Regions from separate parts of the Pan troglodytes genome. Here region 1 is linked to region 2. The links are chromatin contacts, called in public capture Hi-C maps. All regions are on one chromosome and are shown on one strand. The core of a region is the stretch at or near the end of the contact, and the rest is flanking DNA. Distances in the headings are between cores, read along the strand shown. Region 1 overlaps SPECC1 (sperm antigen with calponin homology and coiled-coil domains 1). Region 2 has its middle 15 kb from the start of SPECC1.

Region 1 (6,988 bases), core at 4,278-6,777, 230 kb before region 2:
CACCTGCAGCCCCTTGTTCTCCTCGCCTCCAATTCTCTCCATCTGGCTATCAGAGTCATTCAAATTTAAATCTGATGGTGTCAGTCACTGAGCTGAAATTCCTCAATAGGTCCTCATGCTCTAACCTAGAGCATTAGCTTTCTATGAAGGATGCAAATCAGAATCACCAGAGTAGGCTAAAAAGATGCTGTGGGCAGGTCCTACCCCAGCAGTTCTAGTTCTAGTGGGACTGAGAGTTTGTGTCTGGAATCAATGCTGCACAGTAGAAAACACTCCCTAATTTCCTTTTATTTTCCAGTCCATTCCTTTCCCATCAGGATCTTATAGGAAGAAGTGATTGGTCTAGGCTGGATTTATGTGTCCCTAGGTCTCTGTGCAAAAACATATCTTAACAATACCTCAATATCCTTTTAAAAAGTTTAAAAGTTTTTCAGAAGATGGCTTGCATTGTTGTCAGTCTTGGATATATGATGATATAACCACAGGCATGTGTCTAAATTTTGCTGTGGACATTAATTATACACTGGTTTTCTTAGTGTGTCTGTGCTGACTTTTAAGGATTTAGGGACAATACAACCCTATTTTCAACAGCAAAATATCACAAAAACAAAAACAAAACAAAACAGAACTTGTCTTGACTTTTCTTCTCAATCATGGTGCTGGGTTTGGAAGGATACACTGATGATGATGGCGTCCAGGTTTTCAGTTGTATCCTGAGAACAGCCTGGATGGCACTGACACTGAACGCTGAGGTTCTGCAGTTCTACTACACGTCATGTTTAAGGAGAAATGGGGCAGGTGCTGTCAACTGTCACTCTAACCAACTAGTCAATGTCTGAAATACATAGTCAATTCTAATAATCATGGTAGTTGCAGAGAGTTGCCATGCACACCAAATCAGCAAACACTGAACTACTGTCTCTAGGAAAAATACAGGTTAGGTTCCTGCAAGCCTCTGGTCACAACATTCTCATCAACTAAAATGCCATTTGCATTATATAGACGTATCTGCCAATGTCTCTATAAACAAGCCAGGCTCATCAACCATGGAAACCCACTCTTTCCTTTTTTCCTCTTCCTGAATAACACTTAGCAAGTATTTTTAAATTCTTCTTCAGCCTCCTGAGCTGCAGAACCTGCCCTGCCTGCAACGTTAACCTTTCTCACACTTTATGGCCTTTTGAAACTTGGGAGCCAACCAGCACTAGCCAAGAAGGGGTTAACATTTTCCTGACCCTGGGTGATGTGAACAAATATTGCTTTGGTTTTCAGCCACACAACAATATTGCCCACAGCTTTTTAAAACTGGCTGTCATCTCACAAATCCATGAATTTGGCTGCTTTAGCACATCGCTTTAGCATGTCTCAGGGCAGCCTTATATACATATTGTCAAACTTCTTCTCCCTTTCTCTGATGCACCGTATTGGGCTTTTTTGTTTGGTTTGGTTTTTTTATTTTTTAGAGATGCAGTCTTGCTCTATTGCCCAGGCTGGAGTGCAGTGGCACAATCTTGGTTCACTGCAGTCTCAGCCTTTCAGGCTCAAGGGATCCTCCCGCCTCAGCCTCCAGAGAAGCTGGGACTAAAGGCATGCGCCACCACACGTGGCTAGTTTTTATTTTATTTTATTTTTTTGTCAAGACAGGGTCTCACTATGTTGCCCAGGCTGGTCTCGAACTCCTGGGCTCAATCGATCCTCCTGCCTCAGTCTCCCAAAGTGCTGAGATTACAAGGATGAGGTCACTGCACTTAGCCTGATGCGCTTTGTTGTTGATTCAATAACACCGAACTCACGCACAACGGGACAAGAGCTTGCGTCTGCATGAAGCTTCCCTAATACACGTGTTTTCTCTGTAGGTGCATCTCAACCTCACTGTGCTTGGGGACAGTGGACAGCACTGCAGCACTGCACTCAGGGCCATTTTAAACAGCAAAGTCACCAAAAACAAAAGCACAAAAATGTTAAAAGCATGGTATTAAGCAGACTGTAAAAAAGACACATGTAAAGTATGAGAAGGCCAAGTGTCTCTGTCTGACCTGAGTTGGGAACATAAGCACTGGATGACACAACCTTTTCACTTCTCTGTGCATGTCTGAAAATGACTGTGGAAGTGCTCTGTGTATTGGTTTTGGGGTTAAAATACGTTTTATCAAGCAGATGAATTCACCAATGTGAAATCTGTGAATAAGGAGGATCGACTGCATGGGGTAAGGAACTTCTCAGGCAACTGACCAAGCTATTCTTAGTAATGGCTGGTGTGACTAAATGCTTTGTGCATTAAATCTTTTGTTACAAAAGAAAACACATTAGATGTGATAATTTGGTAAGGCTTATTTGGACAAAGAAGGTAATGTTTAATCTCTTTTAAAAATTTCTTTCCCAATTCAAAGCAAACTATGAGTTCATAAATAAGCCATATGCTGATGTCTCTTCAGCAACTAAGTGGCAAACATCTAGAAGTTACTTGATATCCTACCACCAATGGGACACATGCGGGAATTGTTTTCTCCCTTAGACCAAGAGCACACATTGTTCATCCACTCTGACACCTATCATCCATCTCTGTCAGATACAAGAGATAACACAGTGTCAGTACTTGATGACTGGCAAGCAATTTCTTCTGAATAACCTTCTCCTACCCTGCAGAATATCCTTAGGAAGGGTCCCTGTGAACTCTCACAGTCACAGCTAAAGTATCCTAACATGTGGCCTTCAAGCTGATCAGGCTGCCTGGAGACAGCAGCAGTAGCATGGCTCACACAAAACACATACAGCACAGCCAAAAAAACATTTGCAGCTGAATACGGTGGCTCACACCTGTAATCCCAGTGCTTTGAGAGGCCAGGAGGATCACCTGAGCCCAGGAGTTTGAGGCTGCAGTGAGCTACAACTGCACCACTGCACTCCAGCCAGGGTGATAGAGCAAGACCTCTAAAAAAAAACAAAATGAAAAGCATTTCTATTTTTCGCAATCACCTACACACTGCTGACTCATGTTCAACAGTCTTTTCTTCTGTCATCCCAGTTTTCAACTGCTGTAATCATTGATCTCTTAATCTCTAGTTTTTAAACTAGAGACTAATGATTGTTTCTTAGGTGACATTCTTCCTAGGAGATTACAGCACACTCAAATGAGAGACTTCATAAACCCCAGCCAACATACAGTCAAACCCACCCCCCCAGTCACCCACTGCTGCTGGTTTCTTTAGTGTCCTACTCAGCTTCATTTCACATTTCTCCTGGGCTTGACCTCATTTACTTTCTTTTGCAGTGGCGCAATCTCGGCTCACTGCAACCTCTGCCTCCTGCGTTCAAGTGATTCTCCTGCCTCAGCCTCCTGAGTAGCTGGGATTACCGGCGCCCACCACCATGCCCGGCTAATTTTGTATTTTTAGTAGAGACAGGGTTTCACCATGTTGGTCAGGCTGGGTCTCGAACTTCTGACCTCAGGTGATCCTCCTGCCTCAGCCTCCCAAAGTGCTGGGATTATAGGTGTGAGCCACCATGCCTGGCAGACCCCACTTACTTTCTAGCTCACTGATGAGTTGATTATTGTGTAACTTGACAGCCCGGTGCTGTTCCACCTGATCTTCCAATTCAAATATGGTTTCTTTCATGTCTTTGATCTCTGCATCACTCTCTGATGCTTTTTCTTGCAGCTTTAGGCTGGTTCTGCTCAGCTGTTCGGCTTGGTGATCACATATCTCCTTCAGGTATGAATAATCCTTTTCCACCTAAAATAAAAGGAGGGTTCCTTGGTCAGTTAACAACAAAAAAATTCCCACAGTGATCTGTACACTAGAAGGCCAAGCCCCACCATGATGCAATATAGCCATGTAACAAACCTGAACATGAACCTCTTCAATCTAAAATAAAACATTACGAAAAGCTCCCCACAAGCCAGCAGCAGGCTCACGGACATAGTAGCAAAGACGCCCTTGGCATGTGCTGTTTCTTGCATTCTTAGCCTCAGAAACAGCCAAGGCTGTGAATAGTCAGAGAAACACGATGTATGCTTCCAAATGGCTGGATTCTGTGCCCCCTCCTACAAGCAGGAGGGAATCTGCACGTACTTAAATATTCCTCTTTCCCACAGCTGGGGAGAGCAGTGCTTCCCTGGGAGGCACTGGCCCTGCACCAAGAGAGCTGCCTGGTGTGGCCACCCCCACTGCACATCTGCTATGGAGCAGCGCCCTCTGCTGCTGAGCTGTGAACAACACCCCTGAAGCCAGGCTAATCTGCACACCCCCAGGTTCCCTTAGAGATAAGATACTTGGGGCTGCAATGCTTCTTTAGAGGAAACTCTAAAGATTCTCTATCACATTCATGCTCTATCACAGCAAAAATGTGATAGAGAATGTTGGCAGAAGGCACACAAAAACGTACATACACAGAAGCAGAAAAGTGGCAAGGCACAATCACTTCATCTGTTCAATTTTTTAATTGTTAAACATTTTAAATACACAGAAAAGCACCAAAAATAATAATCATGCACCAAACAGACTTAACAATGGTTAAATGTTGTCACATTTGCAAAATCTTTTTACTTTAATAAGAATTTTTTAAAGCCTCAATCTCCCCTCCTACCTCAGAGAGTAATAAGCATTATCCTAAAATTGGTATGTGGTCAATCCTTGAATGGTTTTTCACTTTTACTATATATGCATGTGTCCATGACAATACATAGTATTGTCCTTTTACACAGTGCTACACTATATTGTGCTTTTGCAGTGGATTATACTGTATCTGTATTATTCTGCATTTATAACATGGTAATATGCTTTGTCCTCTACAATACTATGCTTATTATGCTCCTGCATTTTAACTGTGTTTTTGAAATGTATCCACACTGATACACATCATGCTAAGTCATTACTTTAATTGGTGCACAGTATTCCACTGTTTGACTATATTATTTTATTATTACAAAAATGCTGCAATAAACATCATTGTCCCTTTTCTACAGTCCTTTAATTAACATTACTAAATAGCTATATATTTACCAGGTAATCTGGCGTTGGGGGTGGGGTTTCTTTGTAGGAAATGAAATTTTTTCCAATTACATTTCATGTGCAAAACCTTCTGGCTATAAGCTCTATGGGAATAGGGACCTTGTCTGTTTAATTCACCATTGCACCCCTAGTATCTACACAGCATCACACACAGGAGGCATTTAATGAATATTTGATGAATGATTGAATGAACACTGGGAGGCAGCACTGCAGGATCATTCACTGGGAAATTGTGACAAAGGATAAGGAAAGGAGGAGAGACCTGGAGACAGAACAACATGGCCAAAAAGGATCCTCCAGCAATGGCTTCCCTGCAGGAACACCAAATGGAACTGCTATCCACGTAAGAAAGCATCTTCATAAGAACCAAAAATCAGATGAACGATCACAGTGCCTGGTTTTAACACATCATATCAAGGAAAGATGCACCGGAGAGGGGAGGAAAGACCGTCTTGACTCTCCAACATCCCCTCTCCCTCATCCCTTGGCAGCAACCACATGGTACAGAGACAGCATCTGTGCACCCAGGGGGAGGGAAAGCACAATGATTGTGAGATTGCATTGGAATTTGGTGCTGTCCCATCACAGCAGAAAGCAACACAGGACAGAATTCAGCCAGCACCCATAAAAGGAGCATTTAGACCAGCCCTAGCCAGAGGGGAATCTTCCATTCCAGTGAGAATCTGAGTTCTGGCAAGCCCTACCTCTGTGGGCTAAAGCACTTTGGAGTCCTAAGTAAATCTGAAAGATTCTAGGCCACAAGGGCTGCAATTTCTGGGCAAGTCCTGGTGCTGTGCTGGGCTCAGACAGTGGACTTGGAGTGCACATGACCCAGTGAGACACCACCTGGAGCAGCCAAGGGAGTGCTTGCACCACTCTTCCCCCAACCCCAGGCAGCACAGCTCACAGCTCTGGGCAGAGAGGGAAGAGTAAAGAGGACTTTGTCTTGCAACTTGGATACCAGCTCAGCCACAGTAAAATAAAGCACCAAGCAGATTCCTGAAGCCCCCATTCCGGGTCCTAGCTCCCAGATAACATTTCTAGACACAGCCTGGACCAGAAGGAAACCCACTGTCTTGAAAGGAAGGACCCAGTCCTGGCAGCATTCATCACCTGCTGACCAAAGAGTCCTTGGGCTTTGATTAAACATCAGTGGTACCCACACAGTACTCATCATGGGCCACACACTGTACTGGCTTCAGGTGTGACCCAGTGCATTCCCAGCTGTGGTGGCCACAGGGAGAGATCCCTTCTGCTTGAGGAAAGCAGAGGAAAGAGTAAAGGGGACTTCATCTTGCAACTTGGGCACAGCTCAGCCACAGTAAAATAAAGCACCAAGCAGGCTCCTAAAGTCCCCCATCTAGGCCTTAGTTCCTGGACAGCATTTCTAGACCCACCCTGGACCTGAAGGGAGCCCGCTGCCCTGAAGGGAGAGATCCAGACCTGCTGACTAAAGAGAACTTGGGCCCTGAATAAACATCAGTGGTGCTGCCACAGGCCTGGGGTGGCGGTGGCCACTGGCAGAGATCCCTTTGGCTTGAGAAAAGGAGAGGGAAGGGTAAAGGGCTTTGTCTTCCAACTTGGATACCAGCTCAGCCACAATAAAATAAAGCACCAAGCAGACTGCTAAAGCTGCCGACTCCAGGCCCCAGCTCCCAAGTAGCATTTCTAGACCCACTCTGGGCTAGAAGGGAACCCATCACCCTGAAGGGAAAGATACAAGCCTGGCTAGATTCCCCATCTGCTAATTAAACGGCCCTTGGGCCTTGAATAAACATCAGCAGTAGCCAGGCAATAGTCACCACAAGTTTTGACTGAGACCCAGTGCTGGGCTGGCTTCAGGTCTGACCCAGCACAGTCCCAGTAGTGGTAGCCACAGAAGTGCATCACCCCTGCTCCAACTCCAGGCAGCTCAGCATGAAGAGAGAGACTCTGTGTGTTTAGGGGAAAGTAAGGAAAAGGAACAAGAGACTCTG
Region 2 (7,033 bases), core at 3,167-5,666:
ATAAAATACATACTGATTTCTGTTTTCAAAAACTCTTAGTGGCCGGGCGAGGTGGTGGCCGGGCGAGGTGGCTGACATCTATAATCCCAGCATTTTGGGAGGACGAGGTGGGCGGATCACTTGAGGTCAGGAGTTCGAGACCAGCCTGGCCATCATGGTGAAACCCTATCTCTACTGAAAATACAAAAATTAGCCGGGTGTGGTGGTGCATGCCTGTAGTCCCAGCTACCTGGGAGGCTGAGGCAGGAGAATGGCTTGAACCCAGGAGGCGGAGGTTGCAGTGAGCCAAGATCATGCCATTGCACTCCAGCCTGGGTAACAGAGTGAGACTCCATCTCAAAAGAAAACTCTTAGTGAGTTTAGGAATCCAAGGAAGACCCTCAAACTAAATAGATAATCTACCAGAAGCCTTCAGTAAACCTTAACACTCCATGGTGAAACATTAGAAACATTCCTACTAAAAGACAGGCCAAGAATGCCTGCAATCTTCATGACTAGTCCAAGAAGTCAAAAAGAAGAAATGAGCGCTGATTTAAAAAAACAAACAAACAAACAAAAAACTACCGATGCAGAGGCTGGCAGCAAGGACTGAAGGACTGTACAGTACTTGCCCGGAGCAGGCGGATGGCCACACCCCTGTGAAGCCTGCTCAGCTGGCTGGGGGACGCTCCAGTGTGTGAGTGGCAGGATGCAGGGTACTTCCTCTGCCAGGGAGTTGCATTGGGGAGATCCTCCCCCACTCACACTTTGGCAGCTGGGGCTTTGGAATGTGACTTAGCTTCTGTCAAAGGGTCAATCCACCCTTTGATATATGATGCAAAGGCAAACATATGATGCAAAGGTGAGAGAACAGCCCAAATTAGGACTTTTACCACAGCTGTGGAGGTGGACAGCGACAGTGGTGGGCCCTGGCCAGACTTTTCATGCTCAAAGGTGGTGGTTGTTCTTCCTACTTCTTGTCCCTCCAGGGCTTCCTTTGCCTGTGTGCTGAACCTGCTTCTTTTCATTTTTTTTAACTTTTTTAAATTTTTAATTGTTTTAATTAAAACAAATTTTGAAAACTGTCTGAACCCGCTTTTGAACCCTGCTATGATTTGAATGTTTGTCCCCTGCCAAACTGATTTTGAAACTTAATCTCCAAAGTGGCAATATTGAGATGGGGCTTTAAGCAGTGACTGGATCATGAGAGCTCTGACCTCATGAGTGGATTAATGGATTAATGAGTTGTCATGGGAGTGGCATCAGTGGCTTTATAAGAGGAAGAATTAAGACCTGAGCTAGCATGGTCGCCCCTTCACCATGTGATATCTTACACTGCCTATGGGCTCTGCAGAGAGTCCCCACCAACAAGAAGGCTCTCACCAGATACAGCTCCTCAACCTTGTACTTCTCAGCCTCTGTAACTGTAAGAAATAAATGCCTTTTCTTTATGAATTACCCAGTTTCAGATATTCTGTTATAAACAATAGAAAACGAACTAAGACAAACTCTCATGATTCTACTGCCATGCCATTCCAATAAACTCCCTTTATGCTTAAGAGAGCCAGAGTTGGCCAGGCGTGGTGACTCACACCTGTAATTCCAGCACTTTGGGAGGCCGAGGCAGGTGGATCACAAGGTCAGGAGATCGAGACCATCCTGGCTAACACGGTGAAACCCCGTCTCTACTAAAAATACAAAAAAATTAGCTGGGCGTGGTAGTGGGTGCCTGTAGTCCCAGCTACTGGGGAGGCTGAGGCAGGAGGAGAATGGCGTGGACCCAGGAGGCGGAGCTTGCAGTGAGTCGAGATCGTGCCACTGCACTCCAGCCTGGGTGACAGAATGAGACTCCGTCTCAAAAAAAAAAGAGAGCTAGAGTTTATTTCTGTTGCTTGCAACCAAGAAATCTGGCTGGTGCACTGAAGTTTCCATAAATAATAGCAATTTAAAGACTCTTTCCAAGCCAGGCAATGCCTAGCCTTGTGTAGTCCTTGTGGTAATACATTCATTCATTCATTTGTTCAACCAACTGTGCTCCAGAGACTAAGAATACAAAAATGGGGGCCGGGTGTGGTGGCTCACACCTATAATCCTAGCACTTTGGGAGGCCGAGGCAGGTAGATCACCTGAGGTCAGGAGTTCGAGACCAACCTGGCCAACATGGTGAAACCCCATCTCTACTAAAAATACAGAAAATTAGCTGGGGGTGGTGGCGGACACCTGTAATCCCAGCTACTCGTGAGACTGAGGCAGGAGAATCACTTGAACCCGGGAGGCAGAGGTTGCAGTGAGCCGAGAACGCACCACTGCACTCCAGCCTGGGCAACAAGAGCGAAACTCCACCTCGAAAAAAAAAAAAAAAAAAAAGAGGGCCAGGGCTGGGCGCGGTGGTTCACGCCTGTAATCCCAGCACTTTGGGAGGCCAAGGCAGGAGAATTACGAGGTCAGCAGATCGAGACCAGCCTGACCAACATGGTGAAACCCCGTCTCTACTAAAAATACAAAAATTATCCGGGCGTGGTGGCACACACCTCTAGTCCCAGCTACTTGGGAGGCTGAGGCAGGAGAATCGCTTGAACCCGGGAGGCAGAGGTTGCAGTGAGCCGAAATCATGCCACTGCACTCCAGCCTGGGTGACAGAGTGAGACTCCATCTCAAAAAAAAAATTTAAAAAAAAAGAATTCAAAAATTGTAGAGTTATAGTGTGCTTCTAGTTTAGTTGAGAGGACATCTGTCCTTCAAGGAAGGCTAGAATCTATACCCTGAGTCCTTACTGAAATCAATCCAGCAGTCAAAACATGGGACCAACGATCACAGCAGTAAGATAGGAAGAGCACCTTTGTACACTTAGCTCATGTTGAGATAAGCCACTGACAGAGCTGAAGGAAGCTCACAGTTCTGGGTTCCATCCTTTGGCATTTAAAAAGAAAAGTGCTAAGAAAATTCGGTTGGTCGCGGTGGCTCACGCCTGTAATCCCAACACTTCGAGAGGCCGAGGCAGGCAGATCATGAGGTCAGGAGTTCGAAACCAGCCTGGCCAACATGGTGAAACCCCGTCTCTACTAAAAACACAAAAATTAGCCGGGCATGGTGGCGCATGCCTATAATCCCAGCTACTCGGGAGGCTGAGGCAGGAGAATTGCTTGAATCCGGGAGGGGGAGGTTGCAGCGAGTGAGAGCAGGCCACTGCACTCCAGCCTGGGAGACAGAGCAAGACTCTGTCTCAAAAAAAAAAGAAAAAAAGAAAGAAAAGAAAAAAAGAAAGAAAAAAAAAAAAGAAAAAAGAAAATTCAGGCCAGGCCAGGCCTGGTGGCTCACATCTGTAATCCCAACACTTTGGGAGGCTGAAGCGAGAGGGTGCCTTAGCCCAGGAGTTTGAGACCAGCCTGAGCAACATAGCGAGACCCTGTCTCTATAAAAAAAAAATTTTTTTTGGCCAGACGCAGTGGCTCACGCCTGTAATCCCAGCACTCTGGGAGGCCGAGGCAGGTGGATCACGAAGTCAGGAGATGGAGACCATCCTGGCTAACACGGTGAAACCCCATCTCTACTAAAAAATACAAAAAATTAACCGGGCGTGGTGGTGGGCGCCTGTAGTCCCAGCTACTCGGGAGGCTGAGGCCGGAGAATGGCGTGAACCCGGGAGGCGGAGCTTGCAGTGAGCCGAGATTGCGCCACTGCACTCCAGACTGGGAGAGAGCGAGACTCCGTCTCAAAAAAAAAAATTAATTGTCAGGTGTGCTGGCATGCAGCTGTAGTCCTAGCTACTCGGGAGGCTGAGGTAAGAAGATCGCTTGAGCCCAGGAGTTCAAGGCTGCAGTAATAGTGCCTCTCACTCTACCCTGGGTGACAATGAGACCCTCTCTCAAAAAGAAGGAAAAAAGGGAAAGAAGAAAAGAAAAGAAAGAAAGAAAGAAAGAGAAGGAAGAAAGAAAGAAAGAAAAAGAAAAGGAAGGAAGGAAGAAGAAAAAAAAAAGAAAGAAAAGAGAGAAGTTCAAAGACCACAGGGTCAGGATCCCAAAATAGTTTTTATGTTTTATTTATTTATTTACTTATTTATTTTTGAGACAGTATGGCTCTGTTGCCCAGGCTGGAGTGCAGTGATGCGATTGCGGCTCACTGCAGCCTCCAAACTGGGCTCAGGTGGCCCTCCCACCTCAGCCTCCCGAGTAGCTGGGACCACAGGCGCGTGCCACCATGTCCAGCTAATTTTTTAATTCTTTGTAGAGATGAGGTCTCTATATGCTGCCCAGGCTGGTCTCGAGCTCCTGGGCTTAAGCCATCCACCCGCCTGGGCCTCCCAAAGTGCTGGGATTACAGAAGTGAGCCACCGCGCCTAATCGGGTGGTTTGTTTGTTTATTGACGGGGTCTCGCTGCTGCCCAGGCTGGAGTGCCAGTGGCTGTTCACAGGTGCAGTCCTGGCGCATTGCATCAGCTCTTGGGCTCTAGCGATCCTCCAGAGTAGCTGCAGCTGGGATTCCAGGCGCGCCACCGCGCGGGGCTCAGAATGGGTTTTTATATTGAGGGTTATGCTGCCACCTAGAGGATATATGTAGTACCGAACTGTGTGCGCAGAAATTGAGCCTCAAACTGGAGGCTGCTTTTAACAGAATAAAGCAGAATTCCTTGGAGTTTTGAACAAAAACATTTAGATGTTTTATGCTAGCAATTAATACTTTGGGTCATGGACTCATTTTAAGATGTGATGAAACAACAGACACTCTAAGAAATGCACATGCCACACGTTTCCAGGGATCCTGAGACCGCCAAAGACCACACTAAAGCCTAATCCCAGTTAAAACCTGTTTTACATGGGAATTAATAACTAAAAGATCAGAATACAAATTCAAGGATAGGTTTAACATGGATCTATTTACAAACTAGAGCCTACATTTTCCACTTGACTGTCAAGTGTTGGCCAGACACGGGAAAGTGGAGGGGCTTTCCGCACCTAGCCAGCAGGGGGTGCCCTGGGACCGGAAGGACCGGCGCCGGGAGCCGGGGGTCGGGATGTCTGCGGCCTGTGGATCCCGCCGCCCAGGGCTCCGCCCTCACTAGCCGGCTTCGCCACTGCCCGCTCCAGTCGAAGAGGCTCTTTCCGGGTCCCGCCAAGCCCCGTCCCTTTCCCGCGTCGTCTGGAAGATGAAGCTCCTTGGCTGGGAAAACAAAACAGCCATGGCTATGGGGCCCAGGACGGGTGGCATGGAGGGGCCACAGCTGCGTGCGGCGTCCGGGCGAGGTCCCCGCCTTCCGCGGATGTCCTGGCCTCCCCCACGCCATGGCCCCCGTCCAGGTCTTGGGTCCTCGCCAGGGCCAGAGGTGGACCCGCTTTTCCCCCAGGCCTGGGGAAGCCCGCACAGCCACTAAGCCCTGTGTCTCCCCCGAGGGCTGGGAGTTTGAGAGCCCCAGAGGCCAAAGGGCCAGCGCGGCTGCAAAAGCTAGGCCCGATCCTACCCTCTTACTAAAGAGACTTTGGGCCGGGTGCAGGGCTCACGCCTGTAGTCCCAACTATTCCGGAGGCCGAGGCGGTGGATCGCTTGAGACCAGGAGTTCGAGACCAGCCTGGGCAATATGGCGAGACCCCTGTCTCTACCAAAGCATACAGAAATTAGCCAGTCTCATAACTTGGTCTCAAAATAAATTTTAAAACATGGGTGCTGTGGGGGGGAAAAAAAAGAAAAAGAAAGTGGAGAGGAATCCAGAGCAGAGCGTCAGTCAGGCCAAACCAAGTCATCCTTAATGCCCAGCACAATGTTGGAGGTCCTTTCTGCTTATTCTGGAGCAGGGCCAGCCCTGGAGTTGGATAGGCTCTGCTGGAACACAGGCTACAGTGCTCACCAGGCATTCAGCCTTGGATCTCAGCCATAGTTTCCCCACGTACAAAATGGGTAAAAGGTACTTACCTCATGGGTTTGCGGTGAGGGTTAAACGAGATCATGAATGTAAACGACAAGTTCGGAGCCTGTTACACAATAAACATTTAATGAATGTCAACTGTGCGTTTCTTTTAAATAGGTTTCTTGGTCAGGAGTTGATAGAACTTACACAGAAACCTTGGCTTTGCAGTGTTTCTATTAAAATTGAGCGAGAGGGTCGGGCGCGATGGCTCATGCCTGTAATCCTGGCACTATGGGAGGCCAACGCGGCGGAACACTTGAGGTCAGGAGTTTGAGACCAGCCTGGCCAACGTGGTGAAACCCCGTCTTTACTAAAAATATAAAAAGTAGCCGGGTGTGGTGGCACCGCCTGTAATCCCAGCTACTCAAGAGGCTGAGGCGGGAGAATCGCTTGAACCCGGGAGGTCGGGGCTGCAGTGAGCCGAGATTGTGCCACTGCACTCCAGCCCAGGTGAGTGGAGTTTTTGTTTTGTTTTTGTTTGTTTATTTGAGACAGAGAGGCTCTGTTTCCAAAAAAAAAAAAAAAAAAAGGAAGATAAAGCAGGGCCCAAAATCTTCCTCATCTGAAATGTACTAAAGTTACCAAAATATAGGAGGAAATGGCTAAAAATTCTGTGGCAACCAAAGAAGGGGATATAATCTTATGCAATAAACTTCAAAGATTGGTAGCCAAGGAAGAAACGAGATTCTGGTAAGGATTAACATGGCTCTGCTTCAGGGTCCCAACTCCAGCCCAACCCCCAGATGAGGCTGGAGAAAGAGGTGACAGGAAGTGTGTAGGCAGATGTGAGCTCATTAGAGCTGTCCAGGAACACACTTTCTTAGTTTTCCAGGCTCGGGGTAGGATGACATTTCCCTGCTTCCTTTAAGTTTCACCTTTGAAGTTACTTTGAAGTTAGCATAGCTGTGTGGCTTGTTTTGGTAACTGGCAGTGAGCTCTGAGACCTAGTGCATGCTGTGACATGTCCCCTTCCCAGTGATGTGGTAGCAGGGGAAGCACATGTGGTGGATATGTAGTCACTGTCAACCTGTTACCTGGAACGCCACAATGAGAAAGACCCTTTGTAGACTTGTTAGTGAGAAATACACTTTGTTGTCTTAAGTGACTAAGATAGCAGAGTTTTTCATTACTGCAGGATAACCTAGCCTATCACTA

What was found. Capture Hi-C pulls out chosen DNA fragments and counts their contacts.
Region 1: a contact with region 2 is called in a capture Hi-C map of stem cell-derived neural stem cells, with 5 times the contacts expected there. The contact joins two enhancer-like sites. A contact is called at or near these places in 2 of 7 Hi-C or Micro-C datasets (induced pluripotent stem cells and stem cell-derived neural progenitor cells) and 1 of 1 other capture datasets (stem cell-derived neural stem cells).

The regions. Positions count from the first base shown.
Region 1 is chr19:52,826,005-52,832,992 of NHGRI_mPanTro3-v2.0_pri, reverse strand. SPECC1 (sperm antigen with calponin homology and coiled-coil domains 1) reads right to left here. Exons shown (of 15, transcript XM_016930818.3): 5 at 3,527-3,734. Among named protein-coding and RNA genes, the nearest start is that of SPECC1, 220 kb to the right of the region's middle. Within about 2 kb of position 5,527, at least 10 of the 24 cell types and tissues checked have an H3K27ac peak or open chromatin away from gene starts, as enhancers often do. A contact at or near this core is called in stem cell-derived neural stem cells, where this site is marked.
Region 2 is chr19:52,591,099-52,598,131 of NHGRI_mPanTro3-v2.0_pri, reverse strand. No RefSeq gene overlaps it. Among named protein-coding and RNA genes, the nearest start is that of SPECC1, 15 kb to the left of the region's middle. Within about 2 kb of position 4,416, at least 14 of the 24 cell types and tissues checked have an H3K27ac peak or open chromatin away from gene starts, as enhancers often do. A contact at or near this core is called in stem cell-derived neural stem cells, where this site is marked.